Regions from separate parts of the Sus scrofa genome. Here region 2 is linked to region 1. The links are chromatin contacts, called in public Hi-C maps. All regions are on one chromosome and are shown on one strand. The core of a region is the stretch at or near the end of the contact, and the rest is flanking DNA. Distances in the headings are between cores, read along the strand shown. Region 1 overlaps MFSD14A (hippocampus abundant transcript 1 protein). Region 2 overlaps LOC110260374 (a long non-coding RNA gene).

Region 1 (4,483 bases), core at 1,865-4,364:
TTGCAGCACAAGATCTGAACATATTCTATGACCCTTAATTTTTTTAGGTCAAGAGGAAAACTGCTATCAATAGTAAAATCAAGTAGCATACAGTATAGTATGCTTAAGTACAAGTAGCAGAAACAATGATCATTTTCTTTGTTTAAAAGGTAACTATATTGTCTAGTGACTGGAAAAACAAAACAAAACCACCAATAATGCTGTTGCCATGAAAACAATCAGTCTCTTGTTCTAGCCCCAAGTTACATTCATTCTTAGCAAAAACTTGCGCTGCCAGTTTGCCCTGTGTAGAGCCCACACGCAAACATTCTTTTTTATTTAAAAGTAGTCCTAGCTGGCTAGAAGAGTAGTGTAGAACCCTGCCAAATACAAGGAAGCTCCTGAGTTGTCTGTATTGGCTAAAATGAGGAAGTTCTGCAATGAACGTTTTCAGCTGGTGAGGAAGGAGGGGGGTGGGTGGAGCAGGTGAATGGCCTACAGAAGGCAGACCTAATGCAGGGAATTCTAGCATTCCGGAAGTCTCAATGAAAGACAAGCAGGAGTGCAGGCAAACGGCTGTTCCCTGTGCCATCTGGTATAATACGCCAATCGAGAACACGTAATTTAATCATGCAGGGAAAAAAGGAAAGCACAGCCAGTTTTACAAAGAAGTTTGTATATAGGAGGACCTAAGTCTCTTAGGCTTTGGTTTTAAAGTGTTTTTATTCCATCTAAAATTATAAGAATCTCAAAAAGCTTTAATGACTAAAAACATCTTTCAATCCGGCCAAACGAACTCTGTTTTTTATAATTACCTGTTCAAAGTGGTGCTGTGGGCTTGTGTTTGTTCCCAAGTCTGTTCCTGTCATTGGCAGTTCTTTAAGTTCCACATGGAATATGTAGAAAATGAATCCATAAAGAGCTGGTCCCAGACCATTGCATAATCCTCGAATTCCTGTTATCATTCCTTGAACAACACCTGTATTGTTGAAACATTATTTAGTGTACCGTTAATTTCCCTACCCAACAACTGATAGAAACATGAAGTCATTTATTCCAAAACCAAAGCTTTTATCAGACTCTAGCAACTCACTGCAATGGCATCAAACATCATTTAGAAGCAATCAGCTCTACAAAGTATACGGTGAGCTACTGGATACAAAAGTAAGCTCAGCTCTACCCAGACACAGGTCTAACAGAGAAACAAGTGAGCAAGGTCACATTATTTCCTTTAAAACATCTGGGCTAAGATCGGGCATGAGTTCATAAGCACAATTGTTAAAAACTCTGTCCCCAGGCGGCTACTTTGTTTAGTCAACTGTAGCTCCTTTTTATAGGGTTTGATTTTTTTTTTTTTTTTAAATCTCTGGGATCTTCTCCCAAATTTAAAATTCAACTTGCTTTTGGACACAGGCCTTTCCTTTTTTATCCATCACGTAACAATTGCCACTCTTAACACCCCCTTTTTTCCTTATGACTTCAAAACCTTTTTGAATAATTAATAGGCTTTTCAAATAATTATTCCTCACCTGTTAGCACTTTCAGAATTAAGCGTTCCTACCACAAGACAATAAAAAATCAATGTTCTGTATGTCTTTAGATAACTGAGACATACAAGTTAATGAAAGGCTTGTCTGTGAGCACGTCACAGCCTACATGATATAAATACATGGTTCGTGGACATAGGAGGCCAGCCTTCATCATTAAGGTTTCTATAGGCCACACAGTCACAGCGACGGATAAGCAGCATATATCCACCTACAGTTAGTACGTAGAATCTGCTTTTTCTCTTTACAATGAAAGCAATTTACAATTCTCTACCCCGAAGAGAGCTTATGTTTCAGTACTCAGCAAAGAGAAAGAACATAGAATCAATATTCCGTCCTTTTAAAGAATTACCATTGGTTCTTATCAACTTGCCTTGTTGATCAGCATCAGCAGTTCGTGAAACAAGTGCACTGACAGCCGGAAAGGTAATGCTAGACATGGCTGCCACTGCCCCGGCAGCCCACATCATCCTGCAATCAAAAGCAGCAAAACGGAAACGGTATATTCTTCTCTACTGTACAAAGTCAAAATACATATTTATCTTTTTTCTTTGGTCTTTTTTTCCCCAGGACCACATATGTAAGTTCCCAGGCTAGGGGTCCAATCAGCTGTAGCCACCTGCCTACGCCACAGCCACAGCAACACTAGATCCTAGCTGTGTCTGCGACCTACACCACAGCTCACAGCAACATCGGATCCTTAACCCACTGAGTGAAGCCTGGGATCAAATCCATGTCCTTGTGGATACTAGTCAGGTTCATTACAGCTGAACCACAACGGGAACTTCTCAAAATACATACTCAAAATCAAGTAACTCTCCCTCATGGCCTAATAGTTAAGGATGTGGCATTGTCACTGTTCTGGTGTGGGTTTGGCCTGGGAACGGCATACCACAGGAGTGGCCAAATAATTAAAAATTTTTAAAAAATAAAATCAAGTAATTCTTACTGAGAAATGGCTGGGGAAAAGGAAAAGCAAACTGTCCTTGCTTTTACTTCTTTCCTATGTGACTCTGGGCAAGTCATTTAAAAAGTCTAACCTGTTTACTCTTCTAGAAAGCAGAAATACAACCACTTATTCACAAGGACGGTATGGCGTTTTAATGTAGAATGGGATATCAAACATTACATCCAACTGGACAGTGTATTGGGTGTTATTTCTGCAGGGCTTTGGTTGGGGTGGGGGGGTAGATGTTGAGAACCAGGTATAATCCACAGGAAAAAAAAAAAAGTGTTTTCAAACATTTGCTAGTAACTGCTGGCAAGGTTCCCAGAGACTTGTGATTCAATGGGAGGAAATCACTAATTTGATCTAAATGTACTACCAGCTTGATGTTTAAGTGTTTTTGATAATTTAAACTGAGCATCTCTGAACAAGCGAGACTGAAAACTAAACATCCACTAAAACCCACTCTTGGTGCAGAGATGATGTATTCAGCTGAGTGAAACACTCCTGCAAACTGGTGTTGGGTCCCCTAAGACCTGAGCACAAGGAGGTGTGCATGGGCAGCCTGACACTCGCAGCACCGTCCCTGTCACCTCCCTGCAGGAAACCACACGGGCAAGAAGAGCAAAGAGTCCTCCCAGCATGAAGCTGGGACCAAAACAACTGGACTTTGCCCAGTTCTGGTTTGCCCTCAGTAATGCTCACAGGTGTTACTCAACTTTTTTTCCCTAACCTTGATGCCTCGGGATTCCATGATTTTCCTGACAGACCGAGCTGGATTAAATGCTCATTAGAGATTCAGAAACTCAATTATCTCATTCAAAAACCCCAGCTGTCCCTTAGATATAAAATGCTAGCGTTCCCGCTGTGGAATGATGGGATCTGCGGTGTCTCTGGAGCACTGGGACACAGGTTCCACCCCAGCTGGGTACACTGGGTTAATAACTTAAGGATCCGGTGTTGCCGTAGGTGCAGTGGAGGTCGCAACTGTGACTCGGATTTGATCCAAGTTCCCTGGCCTGGGAACTCCATGTGCCACAGGGTGGCCAAACAAAGAAAAATGTCACTTTGCTATCCTCAAGCCACTGTAGAATATGCAAATACACAAGTGAGAAATCTGCCATATACATTTTGAGAGAGGGGGAAAAAAAGCATACTAAGAGAAGTTAAAAGTATAAGCCTTAGCTGAAAAGCAAAAATTAGGAACTATGAAAATGTTGTCAATTACACCTCAATAAAGCTGAAAAAAAGAAAAGACAAATATCAAAATTAAGAAAATTAAAATATTTATACCTACCAAGGTTCTGAACCAAATCCATACCATGCCAGCTGTAATATTTGAAATCCCAGACCCAGTAAAATGGTGTTCTTATTTCCAATTGACCTCATAAGTAAACTTAAGACTATGGTCTGGAAAATAAGAAAAACCAAAAAGGTTAGAATAAACTTTTTAATACTGAAAAAAGACAAAATACTTAGTGGCTTCTTTTGATCTATAATATAAAAGTACTATTATCAGTTTTTTACATTTGGACTTTTCAGCAACAATTGTCCTGAAAATATCTGAAACCATTACTCCAAGTCATATAAGCAGAAGAAAGGTTTCCTCTGTTGCTACAGATCCAGATTCAGGGAAAAAGTCAGAAAACTGAAAATAGAAAGGTGAACTTTGTGTTCAATACATTTCTACTGAGGACTACTTAAAATCAGAAATTGTTGGAGTTCCCCTGTGGCTCAGTGGGTTAAGGATCCCAGAGTTATCATTACTTTGGCTCTGGTTACAGCTGTGACATGGGTTCAGTCTCTGGACTGAGAACTTGTGCATGCTGTGGATGCAGCCAAAAAGAAAGAAAGAAATTGCAAACAGTAGAGTCAAAAGTTCTAACCTATGGATAGCCCTGTTACATAATAGTTTTTAGGTCCAAACTGATCCAAAATGCTTTTTGTCCTGACTGAAAATAGTATAACTACTCATATATCCTTCACCTAAATTAGCCTACTGCTAAAACCA
Region 2 (3,985 bases), core at 517-3,016, 110 kb after region 1:
TACTACAAAGAACCATTTCTCCCAATAAAACTTAAATAAGATCTCCTGTCCAATATTCTCGTGGTTCCCGTAAGAATCACAGATGACTGCATTGTTTACCTTGACAGTTCCTTTTACATGAATTTTTTGACGTGAGTCGACTCAGACCATTCAACTTCCATTCTCTGTCTCATGATTGATTAGCTAAAATTAAAACTCTTTGTCCACCTGAAACCAGCTATCCACAGAGAAAAGCATGTCCTGTTCAGCTAACAAACTGAGACTTCAACTGTTGGCCAAACAATTCCAACTGTAAATCACTCCTTGTTGATTTTTTTTTTGGGGGGGGGGTCTTTTCTAGGGCTACTCCCGGGGCATATGGAGGTTCCCAGGCTAGGGGGTCTAATTGGAGCTGTAGCCGCCGGCCTACACCACAGCCACAGCAACTAAGGATCCAAGTCGCACATTCAGACCATAGCACCTCTCTATGAAATTCCAAGGCAAAACCACTTGTTGAGATATTCTGATCCGCTCTCCCTAAGATTTGAATAAAATCTGTATCCTCAAAAAAAATTTTTTTTTTTAAAGAGAAACTGGTCCATGTAAATGCTTTTCATGTTTTTTCTTCAAATGTTTACTTTTGAGAAAGAGTGTGGGGAAAATGTAATTATAATGTATACATGTAAGGATAACCTGACCCCCTTGCTGTACAGTGGGAAAAAAAAAATGTTTACTTTTGTATTTTACATGAGCCAGTTTTATGATCAAAAAAAAAAAATCAGTATCCCTTTTTGTCCAATTTTTTCTTCTTTTTTTTCTTTTTATGGCCACAGGTGCAGCATATGGAAGTCCCAAGCTAGAGGTTGAATGGGAGCTACAGCTTCTAGCCTACTCCACAGCCTCAGTCACGTGGGTTCCAAGCTGAGTCGGTGACCTACACCACGGCTCACAGCAACACCACATCCTTAACCCACTGAGAAAGGCCAGGGATCAAACCTGCGTCCTCATGGATACTATTCAGGTTCTTACCAATAAGCCACAACAGGACTCCTAGTAATTGTGTTTTGTAGTGTGTCATCTTGGAAATGGCTTCTAAGATCTTTCAGTAACTTAAACTCTTAGATGAATGTTAATCTGAGTTAATTAATGGATATTCATAGATACACAGATCATTTCTAAGTAGGATAGGATACTGAAACATTAATTGCAGAACATAATTTGCAGTTTATATAATATTTATGTATTTTTTGCCTCTTTTCTCTTTTTTTTTTTTTTTTTACGACTGCACCTATGGCATATGGAAAGTGCCAGGCTAGGGGTCAAATCGGAGCTGCAGCTGCCCACCTATACCACAGCCACAGCAACTCGGATCTGAGCCTCATCTGCTCCCTACACCATTGCTCACAGCAACTCTGGATCCTTAACCCACTGAGGGAGGCCAGGGATTGAACCCACATCCTCATGGATACTAGTCAGGTTCTTAACCCACTGAGCCACAATGGGAACTCCCAGAGGCTAAATATTTGGATCTGTTAATGAATATATTCATTTATGCAGCTTTGGGATGTGAATAGCTATAAAAAGTTATGAAATGTGTGTTTATAACCTCTACTGATCTGCTAAAAATGCTAGTGTATTCAGTCACAATTACCTAACCTCCTAGTTTTCCCTGTGAAATAGAAGTGACCAGTTAAAAGATATAATCAATATATGCAAACAAGCCTCTTCTCAGAGCAAAGGTGACAGAGAGGAACTTTGTAGGCAAAGTCTGCAGGGTAGGTTTTAGTTGCGCAAAAAGAGAGCAAATTTGTGCTGACGTAAACTGGATCTTCGTTCCAGAATGAGAAGGAGGAAAGTGTAGGAAAGAATTGCATGGATAAAGAAAAATCCCCCAAAGGAAATTTTAATTACAGTGGTCAAAGCGGGCTGAAGGTTAATGGATTTACTTACGAGATTGTCAAAAGTGTTTTAGTAACAAATACACCGACGTACGATGAGACTTTAGTTTTCTCACTGTTCGGGATTACTTGCCTGCCTTCCTTAGTAAGAGGTTGTAAGAATTTTTCTTTCCTTCTGAGAAATCTGCCTATAAAACAAGGATTCTGTATCTTATCAGAACTATTTCCTGTGTTTTATATTGATTTTATATCCTTGATTGTTTGAGTACAAAGTCTTCCTACTTTTGAAAGAGCTAAGGTTCTCTGCAATCATGCTATCTCCTATGTATACTTTTAAAATATTTTATTGTCATTTTGGTTGAAGAGGTGGCCAAGTATTTTTCACAGTAACCCATGATCTTATATAAGCAAGTGTTCAAACCTCCTCACAAATTTTGATATTTTGCCTTCCAAATTCCAAATCTCAAACGATATATTTTGCATTTAAGATTGATTTCCCAGAAGGCCCTTGTAAAATCACAAAGAACTTGTTCTTTTATCCTATAAAAAAGAGAGGTTCTAGAAATAACTAGTTTTTTTGTTTTGTTTTTGCTTTTAGGGTCGCACCCATGGCATTTGGAGGGGGTCAAATCAGAGCTGTAGCTGCCAGCCTATACCACAGCTACAACAACAAGGGATCTGAGCCGTGTCTGCAACCTACACCAGCGCTCACGGCAACGCCGGATCCTTAACGCTTTGAGCGAGGCCAGGGATCGAACCTTCGTCCTCATGGATGCTAGTCAGATTCGTTTCTGCTGAGCCATGACAGGAATTTCTAGAAAGAATTAGGTTTATTTGGAGTTCCTGTTGTAGCTCAGCAGGTTATGAACCCGACCTCTGTCAGAGGGGATGTGGGTTTAATCCCTGGCCTTGCTCAGTGGGTTAAGGATCTGGCATTGCTGTGAGCTGCAGCATAGGTCACAGATGTGGCTCCTAGCCAGAGTTGCTGTGGTTGTAGCATAGGTCTTAGCTACAGCTCTGATTGTCTTCTAGCCTGGGAACTTTTATATGCTTCAGGGGCAGCCATTAAAAAAAAAAAATCTTTCTTTGAGATTATCTTTGATCAAAAGAAGAATGATCATAGAGAGAAATTTTGTTTCAAAGGAAAACTGTAGCATACCCTTCTGACTCTATTCCCAAATTAGCAATAGCTGGAGTTATTAGACTTTAGCCTTGTTCATTGTTTTTGTGCTATTTCCACACTTGGTACATTACAGGTAGTTGATGGATATGCAAAAACTATCTTCTCTGGTAGAGATTTAAATGATTTCCTCCCCTCCTTGGGGGAAGCCTAGTTTGTATCTACCTAGAACTTGACTGGATCCTGTTACTTTACACACATCGTTAACACTTATCAAATATATGTATTTTTTAATCTTTTTTTTTTTTTGTCTTTTTGTCTTTTTGCCATTTCTTGGGCCACTGTCGAGCATATGGAGGTTTCCAGGCTAGGGGTCTAATCAGAGCCATAGCCGCCAGCCTACGCCAGAGCCACAGCAATGCGGGATCCGAGCCGCGTCTGCAACCTACACCACACTCATGGCAATGCCGGATCGTTAACCCACTGAGCAAGGGCAGGGACCGAACCCGAAACCTCATGGTTCCTAGTCAGAGTCATTAACCACTGAGCCACACTGGAACTCCGGCACTTATCAAATGTTTGATTCTTCCAGATTCCTTTACTATTTGGTTACTACTCTCCAAACTATGTTTTCTAAATTCTGTCCCTTCTGTATTCAGAAACTATCTTCAGATCTCTCTATATGCCGCACTGGCCTTTTCCCCCAGGACTGAAAGAAGCCCTGTGAGCTAAAGCCCAGTGATTTCATATAAACCATGAAGAACTCAAGGACTCATTGCCATAGCAAACCATGCATGGGGTGGATTTTTTCCCTGGACAAGCCATTGTCAAGGTCAGTAAGGAAGCTTAGCCAAATACTGGGTTATGTGTGCATGCCTTACTGAGAAGTTATCAAGGCTGTGGGCAATATCACCAAGAGCATCAACATCTTAGCTTCTGGGAGCTCATGATCAGGGCTCCATCAACTTCAGCTCCACTGGACTGGTTC

Evidence for each region. Hi-C and Micro-C count contacts between places; a contact is called where the count stands out from the background.
Region 2: a Hi-C map of liver shows a contact between it and region 1, with 7 times the contacts expected there. The contact joins two enhancer-like sites. A contact is called at or near these places in 3 of 47 Hi-C or Micro-C datasets (epiblast stem cells and liver) and 1 of 2 datasets of contacts at active chromatin or transcription factors (alveolar macrophages).

Annotation. Positions count from the first base shown.
Region 1 is chr4:118,050,872-118,055,354 of Sscrofa11.1, forward strand. MFSD14A (hippocampus abundant transcript 1 protein) reads right to left here. Exons shown (of 13, transcript XM_013997351.2): 9 at 3,770-3,882; 10 at 1,900-1,997; 11 at 795-958. Among named protein-coding and RNA genes, the nearest start is that of MFSD14A, 37 kb to the right of the region's middle. Within about 2 kb of position 3,115, at least 5 of the 83 cell types and tissues checked have an H3K27ac peak or open chromatin away from gene starts, as enhancers often do. A contact at or near this core is called in liver, where this site is marked.
Region 2 is chr4:118,160,940-118,164,924 of Sscrofa11.1, forward strand. The region is part of intron 1 of LOC110260374 (a long non-coding RNA gene); the gene reads right to left. Among named protein-coding and RNA genes, the nearest start is that of SLC35A3, 38 kb to the left of the region's middle. Within about 2 kb of position 1,767, at least 8 of the 83 cell types and tissues checked have an H3K27ac peak or open chromatin away from gene starts, as enhancers often do. A contact at or near this core is called in liver, where this site is marked.